Linked DNA regions of Oryctolagus cuniculus: regions 1 and 3 are each linked to region 2. Evidence: chromatin contacts called from public Hi-C and Micro-C data. All regions are on one chromosome and are shown on one strand. Each heading gives the region's core, a stretch centred on a gene start, on an enhancer-like site or on the middle of the called end of the contact. The rest is flanking DNA. Distances are from core to core; before and after follow the strand shown.

Evidence for each region. Hi-C and Micro-C count contacts between places; a contact is called where the count stands out from the background.
Region 1: a Micro-C map of ear pinna shows a contact between it and region 2, with 5 times the contacts expected there. The contact joins the promoter of FAT3 here to the enhancer-like site in region 2. A contact is called at or near these places in 2 of 6 Hi-C or Micro-C datasets (ear pinna and an unstated tissue).
Region 3: a contact with region 2 is called in a Hi-C map of liver, with 5 times the contacts expected there. The contact joins two enhancer-like sites. A contact is called at or near these places in 3 of 6 Hi-C or Micro-C datasets (ear pinna, liver and an unstated tissue).

The regions. Positions count from the first base shown.
Region 1 is chr1:83,376,352-83,379,458 of mOryCun1.1, forward strand. It overlaps FAT3 (FAT atypical cadherin 3), which reads left to right and starts at 1,645. Exons shown (of 26, transcript XM_051850369.2): 1 at 1,645-2,182.
Region 2 is chr1:84,049,487-84,052,609 of mOryCun1.1, forward strand. FAT3 (FAT atypical cadherin 3) reads left to right here. Exons shown (of 26, transcript XM_051850369.2): 25 at 2,370-2,483. Among named protein-coding and RNA genes, the nearest start is that of MTNR1B, 97 kb to the right of the region's middle. Within about 2 kb of position 1,860, at least 2 of the 8 cell types and tissues checked have an H3K27ac peak or open chromatin away from gene starts, as enhancers often do.
Region 3 is chr1:83,504,019-83,506,975 of mOryCun1.1, forward strand. The region is part of intron 1 of FAT3 (FAT atypical cadherin 3); the gene reads left to right. Among named protein-coding and RNA genes, the nearest start is that of FAT3, 130 kb to the left of the region's middle. Within about 2 kb of position 1,458, at least 1 of the 8 cell types and tissues checked has an H3K27ac peak or open chromatin away from gene starts, as enhancers often do.

The sequences.
Region 1 (3,107 bases), core at 395-2,894, 670 kb before region 2:
CTCACTGCCAACACTGCTTCCTTGAGCATCCCAGTGGCCAAACAACCACCAGCTGACTCTACCCCAAGTGCCTGGTTTCAGCAGCCAACTTGTTTCAGCACTCTCACAGAAGCACTCGGGTGGGAAATACATTGATTCATTAAAATCTGACGGAAAGTTAGCTGCATTGTGTCCGTCACATGGAACATGCCATACCGAGGACATGTTTATGTGGCAATAAACTTCTAATGCTTTAGAAAGCTGCTAACTGAACAAAAATGAAATCAGAATAAAATTATCCAAAGGACAACAGTTTGGAGAGCAGGTGTCAGTTTTTTTCTGGCCCTGTTAGTGGTTCCCTTCACTTCAGATCCATCTTCTGGCCTTCGTGACAATGAAGCCCTTGGTAACATCATGCTTATTACCCCCAAATTAGCTGATGTATGGGGAGCTGTCACTGCTCCTTAGTATTCCCATTAAACTCTCAGGGTGGAGTGACCAGAGCATGCTCGGTGCTTTATGGGGCAGTCAACGCAGCGAGGCTGCTGGAGGCTTTCAAGGGAAACTTTCCACTGGCAGGGAGGGATGGGGGCCTTTGTGAAGCTGCATCCAGAGCAGAAGTCCTAGGTTGGGAGCCTGGAAGCCAGAAAGGTAAACTCACTGTGCTCTTCAAAGGGCTTGTTCTAGTGACTGAGCACAAAGCCCCTCATATCAACTTCTACTTTCCTTCCAAAAAGAGAATGTCACGGTGCGCCAAAAGGAGCGAGTTCCCCTGGGGACGAGATCTGCAGGCCTGGCACGCCTCTCCCTCCATGCCAATGGTAAGTGTTGAGGGAGAAACCGCCTGGGAGAGAGCATCCAAGGCAAAGCGCTGGCTTGCACGCCTGCTTTGGAGACAGATGTGAGTTGCCGCGTGGGTGCTGCAGGGGGGAAGGAGGGTGTCAAGTCTGCCTCTGTGCCAGGAGGGGAAGGCGGAAGTGCGAGGATACACAGACAGGGTGGGGTGGCGTGGGGTGGGGTGGGGGCATGAGGATGGGCCCAAGCTGCAGCAGCATAGGATGGGGACAGGGATGCGCACAGCGCGATCAAGGAGTCCCAGGACTTGCGTGGATGGTGAAGAAAGACCGAAAGGTGGGCCTTGTAAGTCAAGCCCCAAACCAATCACCATGCCCCTTCAAAGTACCACTACTCCAAGTAGGAGGCTAAGGAGGGAAGAGGATGCACACCCTGTTAACCTCTTTTGTTTAATGCCCTCTGCCACAAGGTACTGGGAGGATACCAGGATCCAAGTATGTGTGGGGACTAGTAGCCTTGTGTGGGAAGCAAGAGGCACCCCGCTTGATGATTTAATATCCACCCTACAAATTAGACTTTGGACCTCAGGTGCAACACGTTAACCTCGTGGCGCCTCAGTTTCCTCGTCTGTCCTAAGGGAGGAACACGTTCTCTGCCCGGGGCTGCGGCGTGAGCGAGCTCGGGGAAGCCGGCAGCACGCTCCTCCAGCAACAAGAAGGCACGCTGGTGCGATCCTCCGGCCCCGAGAGAGGGCTGCGGGGAGACTCGCGCTCTAAAATTAGCCCAGCTCCAGGCCCCGCGCCCGGAGCGCCCTCCCGCTCGCCGCGCCGCCCCCGCAGCCCCCTCCCGCCCGCCCCCGCTCCCCCGTGCGGCGCTCAGAGATCCCGAGTCATCCCCGACGCCGAGGCTTCTCTCCCCCTCGCCCCTTTCGCTCGCGGTTCGGGAGGAGGAGACAGCGAGGGAGAGCAAGAGGGGGAGACGAGAGAGAAAGAGAGAGAGAGAGTGGGGCTTGGCCGCGCGTCGGCGCCGGCTGCGATGGGGAGCCCCTAGCAGCTCGGCGGCGGCGTGCAGTAGCGGCGGCGGCGGCTCAGAGCAGACGCGGGAGCACGCTCTCCTCCCGGCAGGCTGCGCTGGGATCTGGATGCGGACTGGGATCTCGCGCCCCCGGCCCTCTCCTCCCGCGGCCGTTCTCCTCCTCCCGCCTCCGCCTGCCGATCTGCCGCGGCGGCGGCGGCGGCGGCGGCGGCGTCCCGAGCGCCTCTCTCCGCGATCCCAGTCCCGGGGAGCGCGCGCAGGCACTGCGGCGGAGGCGACCGTGTGGCCCGGCTCGCCCTAGGCGAGAGCACCTAGAGAGGAAGACCACGGGAGAAGCGCCAGGTGGAGCCGTGGATCGCCAGCTGAGGCAAGGGTGCGTGGGGGCTTGTTAGCGCGATTATTTAGCTGCCTGGTGCGCCGGCCGAAGCGCGCCTGCCCAAGCACAGCCCCAGCTCCAGGTGTAAATGGGCTGCGAGGTGGGTTCCGGGAAGCATGAGCCGGCACAGCGCGTGGGGGAAACTTTTCACCTTGTTAAGTTCCAGCTTCGGTACCGCCTGGAGCTGGGGGCCGCCGCCGCTACCAGCAGAAAGGGCGGGAGGCTCGGCCCTGCGGCAGGAGCCCAGAGGTTGACACGGAGAGTTGGCTAAGTTTGGAGCTGAGGATTTGGGGCGGGGGTGCAAGAGAGCTTGGAGGTGGAAGCACCCATCCCTGCAGGACGCCTCCCGGAACTCGGGCCACCCGCCCGCGGCAGGTGGATGAGAAGGTCTAGGCAAGGAGCCTGCTTGGGAGTCGGTGCTTGCCGGGCGCAGTGGGTATGTTCAGATACCAGTGGAAGCACTTGGGCGACGCGAAGGCGCAAGTTGGGTTGTCTCCGGGCACCGAGAGGAGTAGGGAGCCCCGTCTCCCCTTTAGGAAGGGGAGAAGGTTCCCACGCGGTCTGTGGTCCTTTCCCCGTGCCCGACTCCGTCCTCCAGCGGCCGTGGGCAGGGTGTGATGCATTGAGTTTGGCAGCGGCTCTCAGACTGGGGCGACAGCCGTTAGAGAGTGGTCAGGAGGAGAGGCTGTTCCTGCTGTCTTGACAGAGGGAAACCCAATGCTTTGGGAAAGGGCTTGTTTTTTGGCGGGCGTGCGGGATGGCTGCGGCTCTTTGAAAAGAAAGCAGCGTGGTCTGACCGTCCCGGAGGGTGCGAAGCAGCCTTCTCCATGTCGGGGTGGAAAGGCGAGGGCGCACTGGCTCCGCGCTCAGCGATCCTTCCCTGGGAGGCACTGGGTGCACCCCTAGCTGGGACCAGTGTGTG
Region 2 (3,123 bases), core at 610-3,109:
CCAGTTTGTATTGGAGGGAGGTGCAGGATGGAGCTGGAGAGCTTGTGCTGCCATGGAGATAGGGCGCACTCTCATGGAGAGAGAGTGGGCATCCAAGACTGCAGCTGAGATCTCTGGAGAGGGCTTTCCAGAAGCCGGAAGCAGCTTGATCAGTGTAGAGGATGCCCGAGGGTTTACCCAACAGGGGTCTAGAACCATATTTCAGGAGAGAGGTCAGGGCTGCAGGCAAAAGTGTGTAGGTCATGGGCATGCAGGCTGGTGGACTCTGTACCAAGGTGAGCTCACTGAGGAAGAAGACAAAGGAGAAGGTGGTCCTCTCAGACCTCCAAAAGAACCTTAGAGATGCCTGCATGTGGGCAGTGGTCATTGAGGGGCAAGCAGGAAGGCAGAGAAACCCCAGCCAACCAGGGGAGGAGGGAAGGAGGAGAGGATAGCCATGCAGAAGCCAAGAGCGTGTCAGCCAGCAAGACCAGCAGTATCAAGAACTGTACAACCATCAAGGAGACACAGGCGAAAAGAAAAATCTATGCATACTGAGCTTGACACTTAGGTGATTCTTAAGATTTCAAGAGCTTCCCAGTGGAGTCATCCAGGCAGAAGTCAGAGAGCAAGAGTTAAGGTTGCAGTGATTTGTTAAGGCAGAGACAGCCAGTGAATATAAAGCTGTGTGCGGTGTCATCCCCTTAAATTGTCACAGCTGCCCCTTGTGGAAGCTGTTACCAGCCCATCATTTCATGAAGGAACAGTCGGTTTGAACAGGTGAAAGAACTTGCCCGAGGGCCTGTAACCAGCCAGAGGAAGAGACAGGTTCAAGTCTGGTGTGTCAGGCCCCAAAGCCTGTCTTCTGACCAGCGCTGCTGGTAGGAGCTTTGCCAGAGGGGAGAGAGGGGATTTATTAATGATAAAGGCAGCTAAGGATGAGTTCCTTCTATTCTAGTGCTGCCCAATGTGCTGTATGCTGATTCTGTGTTTCTGTAGACTCCTTTATGTATTTTAAGTAGTTGCCCTTAGATTTTCACCATAAATGTGCTCCCTCTCAAATTATCTTGGAATAAGGCTCTATCAGAATATTGTCAATCAACTAACAGCTCTTATTAGTTTAGCAGTGAGAAGGAGAATGGCATATTAAGCACAACAGTGAGCTCGCCATGGTGGATCATTTCCATCTGTGTTCAGGGCTGAGCTCATGCACACCTTGTGCCTTTCTGAGGCCCGCCTTGGCATGGCTGTTGGGAGGTGAATATCCCCTTGGCATCTCTCTCTGCTTTGTTTGTATCAGCTGTCTATCCAGTTCATCATTTTGCTGTGGCTTCCACTTCTGACAGCAGAGGCCAAGCCACCGTGCCTGCCCCTGCCTTCCCCCTTGGTGGAAGAAGCCGTGATTTCTGTGGCCCTGGAGAGGAACGACTGTTGCCTTCATTCCAAGTCCAGGTCTCTTCGTGCCACCACATTGCATGATGATTTGCAGCTTTTCCTGGTCATCATTTCCTCCCCCACCCATTTCATGATGTGACAGTTTTATTTCCAGAATCCACCTCAGGCAAAAATTCACATTTCCCCCAAAAGTGTTGTTGGGTTTTATTGATGACATTTCCTTCTTTGTCTAGCAAGGCAGAGTTAGATGGTGAGACAATCTCTGGACAACTAATTCATTTTTCATTTGACAACCTCAAGATATGGGCTGTTTTTATTGCTTCCTTTAGTCAATCAAATAAGAAAGTGACTCCTCCGGGGTGTGTGTGTGTGTGTGTGTGTTGTTCAGACTGCTGTAGTGCAGCAAAGAGGGAATAAGTATGTGGCCAAGAGCGCATCCACACCACAGGCTACCCTCCTGCCAGACACAGGGCATGGAGCATTGTCATTCCTAAAAGTGATGCAACACTGCCCCCTAGGCGGCCAAGCTGAAAACTCCACTCGCTCCCTAGAGATGGAAGCCAGGAGAAATGTGATGGCATTCTTCCCTATAAAATATTTATATCCCTATTTTAAAAGTAATCTCATTTAACCTGGTGTTGACACCACCTAGGTTCATGTAAATGATATAAATTAACTGTGAATGGCAAAGAGCAGTGCAGCCACTTCATCCTCCTTTCACTCTTACTCTAAGGAAGGAACAGCTACTTTCTGCTGTCAGCTATTTGGAAGCTCATTTACCATGGGTTAAGGGTTTTGAATCCATAATGTAAATCACTTGATTGACAGACCTTTGCCCCCAGTGGCACAATCAATTTTTTATTATGGAGCTAAATTATTTTCTCTAAGCAAACGGAAAAGTCCCGGGAAGTGAACTAGGTGGAGGCGTGGGGAACAGGACTAGAAATATGCACACAGTAACCAGTGTCATTTCTGCTTTCTCTTTATCCATGAAGGCAAAGGGGTTGATGACCCAGGAGAAGTGACCTGCTTTGCAGGCAGCAATAAAGGCAGCAACTCTGAAGTCCAGTCCCTCAGCTCTTTCCAGTCGGATTCTGGTGATGACAATGGTAAGGGGTCTTCAGATTTGTTCTGTGCAGGTGGAGTCTGGTTTTCTTGGTGCTAGAAAACAGTGTTTATTGGGGGTAGGGGAACGGTATTGCAACTGGCTTCGTTTCATGGGCTTTCTGGTTGACCGCATTGTTGAGTGTCTTTACCAAAGGAGACCCTTATTGAGCTGCAGCCATGAGCAGGCCCGGGTCTGTCAGGGGCTGACAAAGTTCCCTAGAAGCTCCAAGGGTGAGCCCCTTTGATTTGGAACCACCTAATCCCATCTCATAAACAGTGATTTGTCTATTTCTATTAGTTTTGTCAATGATCCCTTCCTCTCCCACTGTTCACCCAGTCTCTCCATCATTGGGAATTAGTTAAGGGACAAAACCAGCTTCCTGTAGTACCAGTAGTGGCACCCTTATTTAGCTGAATTTCCTTTATAATTTTTTGGGGTAATGGGGTCCTGTGAAGCAGAACCTTAGAAAAATTGCCCAGACGGCCCAAATACTGCATGTGGTTCACAGCCTGCATTGGCACTGTGAGCTACTGTCTCTGCCTCCTGTGAACTCCTGCCTGGAGAGCAGGTACTCACCAAGTTTTCTGAGCTGAGGAAGCAGCTCTGGAGGATGGGTCATTTTCCCCAGGGTGGGGGATGGA
Region 3 (2,957 bases), core at 208-2,707, 550 kb before region 2:
TATGTGAAGTAAATGATAGGTGGTAGACACCCAAATTTCTGGTTAAGGACATTTATTCCATGCAATTTTTACTAATTAAAGTACTTGTTCTTCTAAAAGCATGTAAGTAATGGAAAAGTGTTATATTATCCACTGAGAATGAGAGCCAACATTTTTTTTTGACATGGGAAATAACGGTTGTTGAAGACAGTAGTATAGACTAATAGTAGATTTTTGAAGCTCAGAACTTGCAGTGCTCTGTGTGCAGACTTTTCTGTTCAGTTCTTTATTAATATCATTTACTTTTGCCCTGTAGCCTTGCTGATAACACTTGGACACTGAAAGGCAAACTTCTGCGCTTATATTTATAGTGGCTGAATGACATTTGCTCATGGTGGTCAAATCACTAGGCTTCTTTTTTTTAGTTAGAATAGGAACTGGGAAAGCCATGTTAAACACAGCAATAGAAATTTATTCTAAGGCAAAATTCAGATTTGAACCCCTTGGGTGGAATATAGTTTGGTAAAGGTTAAACAAACCTTCTCTTACTCTTATGGGATTTTAAAATAAATTTCATCTAAATTCTTGTCAGCTTCCCTGTACAGCTGTCCCTAAACATCTGCTGTGGATGCTCAAAACCACTCCTTCCCCCTTTCCTGGTTTACATATGCTTGTGTAAACTATTTATTTGTAATATGTAATTAGTGGCAAAGTGTATACTTGGTTTTTAACTACATATACTCATGGGTGGACTAAAGGAAAACTATCTACTTAACTGTGGGGAATGAGTCAACTTAATTTAAGGATTGTTGGAGCAACACTTCCATTCACTTTCCAGCAACTGTTGATATTAAGGGGTGTTTTAAAATCTGTTTAAGTTACTGTAGCTTGGGGTAGAATTGTGGGAGTTGTGCTCAGTTTCTCAATCCAGGGTAGTGTTTTACAGCTACTACCTTATAAACCAGGCTGCAGGGTAAAATTACTCCCCCAAAGTCATGGAAAAGTGAGGCCACTTGAATACTTGGGAGGCTGTGGTCTTAGTAGTTATGCAGAGAAAACTATGTAAACCTCTGGAGCCTTGGCTCTGTGTTGACCTGGAAAGATCGATCTTCCAGGGTCTTGATTTTGTTGGCAGAATAAATGCTTCTGTAGAGAGTGAGATCCAAGTCAGGTTGGTTGAAAAGTGGAGAACATTAGTCCCCAGGAGCAAATGGGGATTCTAGCTGTCAGGGTGACTGATGGCTTTGCCACATGTGAATGCTTCCTGTAGAAGCCGGGTCAAATAGTCTGCCACCGAGGGGTAGAGGGCTCCCTTCATTCTCTGCAGAACCCAGTCAGGTTCACATTGTGGGATAAAAAGTCATTCTGGCCATCACAGAAGGGAACCCAATTTTTAACTCCAGCTTCCTAGAGCTTACATCACCAGGGGCATTCTCCCAGGAAGATCTCAACAGCAGAAGTGCTCAGTGCACTACTATTGCTAAGCAACCATTCTTCTTGGAATTGTTTTTTATAATTTTTGGCTCTATCCTTCTCAGTATAACTGCACCAGTTTCTCTAATCAGAGTTTCCTAATCTTAGCATGACTGAGATTTTAAGGAAGTTAAATCTTTGTTGTGGAGGCTGTCCTGTGTGCAACATTTAGCAATGTGCCTGACCTGTACCCACTAGATGCCAGTAGCACCCTTCTCATTGTGGCAACAAAAAATTCCTGTTGTGATTGTCAGATATTCCCTGAGGGACAGAATTTCCCTGATTGCAGGAACAATCTCCATGAGGCTTATATTTTCTTGGAGTTTTATAAGATACTTAAAGGTTATCCAACAACAGATATTTAGTGAATAACCTTTATGTGCCAAGCAGTATGTTTGGAATAGGGCAACAACAATGTACATCTGAGACAGTCTTTACTTTCCTGTAATTTATAGTCAAGTTGGGATGGCAGATATAAAATAGTCTTAGTAAAATGTCACTAGAATTGTATTGTTACAAAGGAAATTCTCTGAGTGTTTTGAGGACAACACAGAAGGACACAGATAGTTGAAAATTTTAGGGATATAGAGGTTGAGATGAATGTATGCATGTGTTTGCATGTTGGGAAATTGGGAAGAGGAAGAGGATTGAACTTAGGGGAAACACATGCAAAGCACCTGGGACAGGAGGTGCTCTGCCAGGAAGAGAAGAGAGACAGGTGTGCCTAGAAATCAGAGGGTTTGAGACGAGGCCAGAAAAAAAGAGCCAGATGTGGTAGAACCTTCTCAACTGGGTTAACGACTCTAGTCTTTATAATGCATTAAGTATGTGGCTGGTTGGTTGCACCAGGAATGCAATGGTGGAGGCAAGAGTGGGTGTTTTAAGCTAGTGAGGATCTTTACGCAAAGCACCTGTGTCTGGAGGTTTGCGCTATTCCATCTCCGAGGTCCTGGATTGGAACTCGTCAAATTCCTATATATAATTCTTTTAACCTGGTGTACTTGATTGATTTTTCACTTCAAGTTTTAATTTCCAAAAATGTTATCAGAGTTCCCAGGAGAGGGGATTGGGGAAGCAAAACAACTGCGTATCCTTGGTAATGGACCTTTATTGCAAGGATACAGTGTGTCCCAGGAAGTCCCTTCCCTAGTCCACCCATGCTTGGCTTTAATTCTTAGAAAATTAAGATGTGCAGCAGGAGTCTTGGAGATCCAGAAAAGCCATTCAGTATCTCTTAGGGTGAGCTCCATTGACCTACATTGTTCGTCTTTAGTTTTCCAGAGAGAATCTTCTTCCCTTGGCATGCACTCTGGGGATGCCTTTATGGGGCAGCATCTTGTTTGGCCTTGGTGTTGTCACACCTTGTCTGTTCATGGCTGCTTTGTGATAGCAACCTGTCTTGGAGCTAGTATCTCAGGCTGGATGTTACTTATGCTGAAAATAACTAGCCAGGGGTTCTTAGACAACTTCTTCAAGCTGTATCTACAAAAGTGTCTACAGTTTGG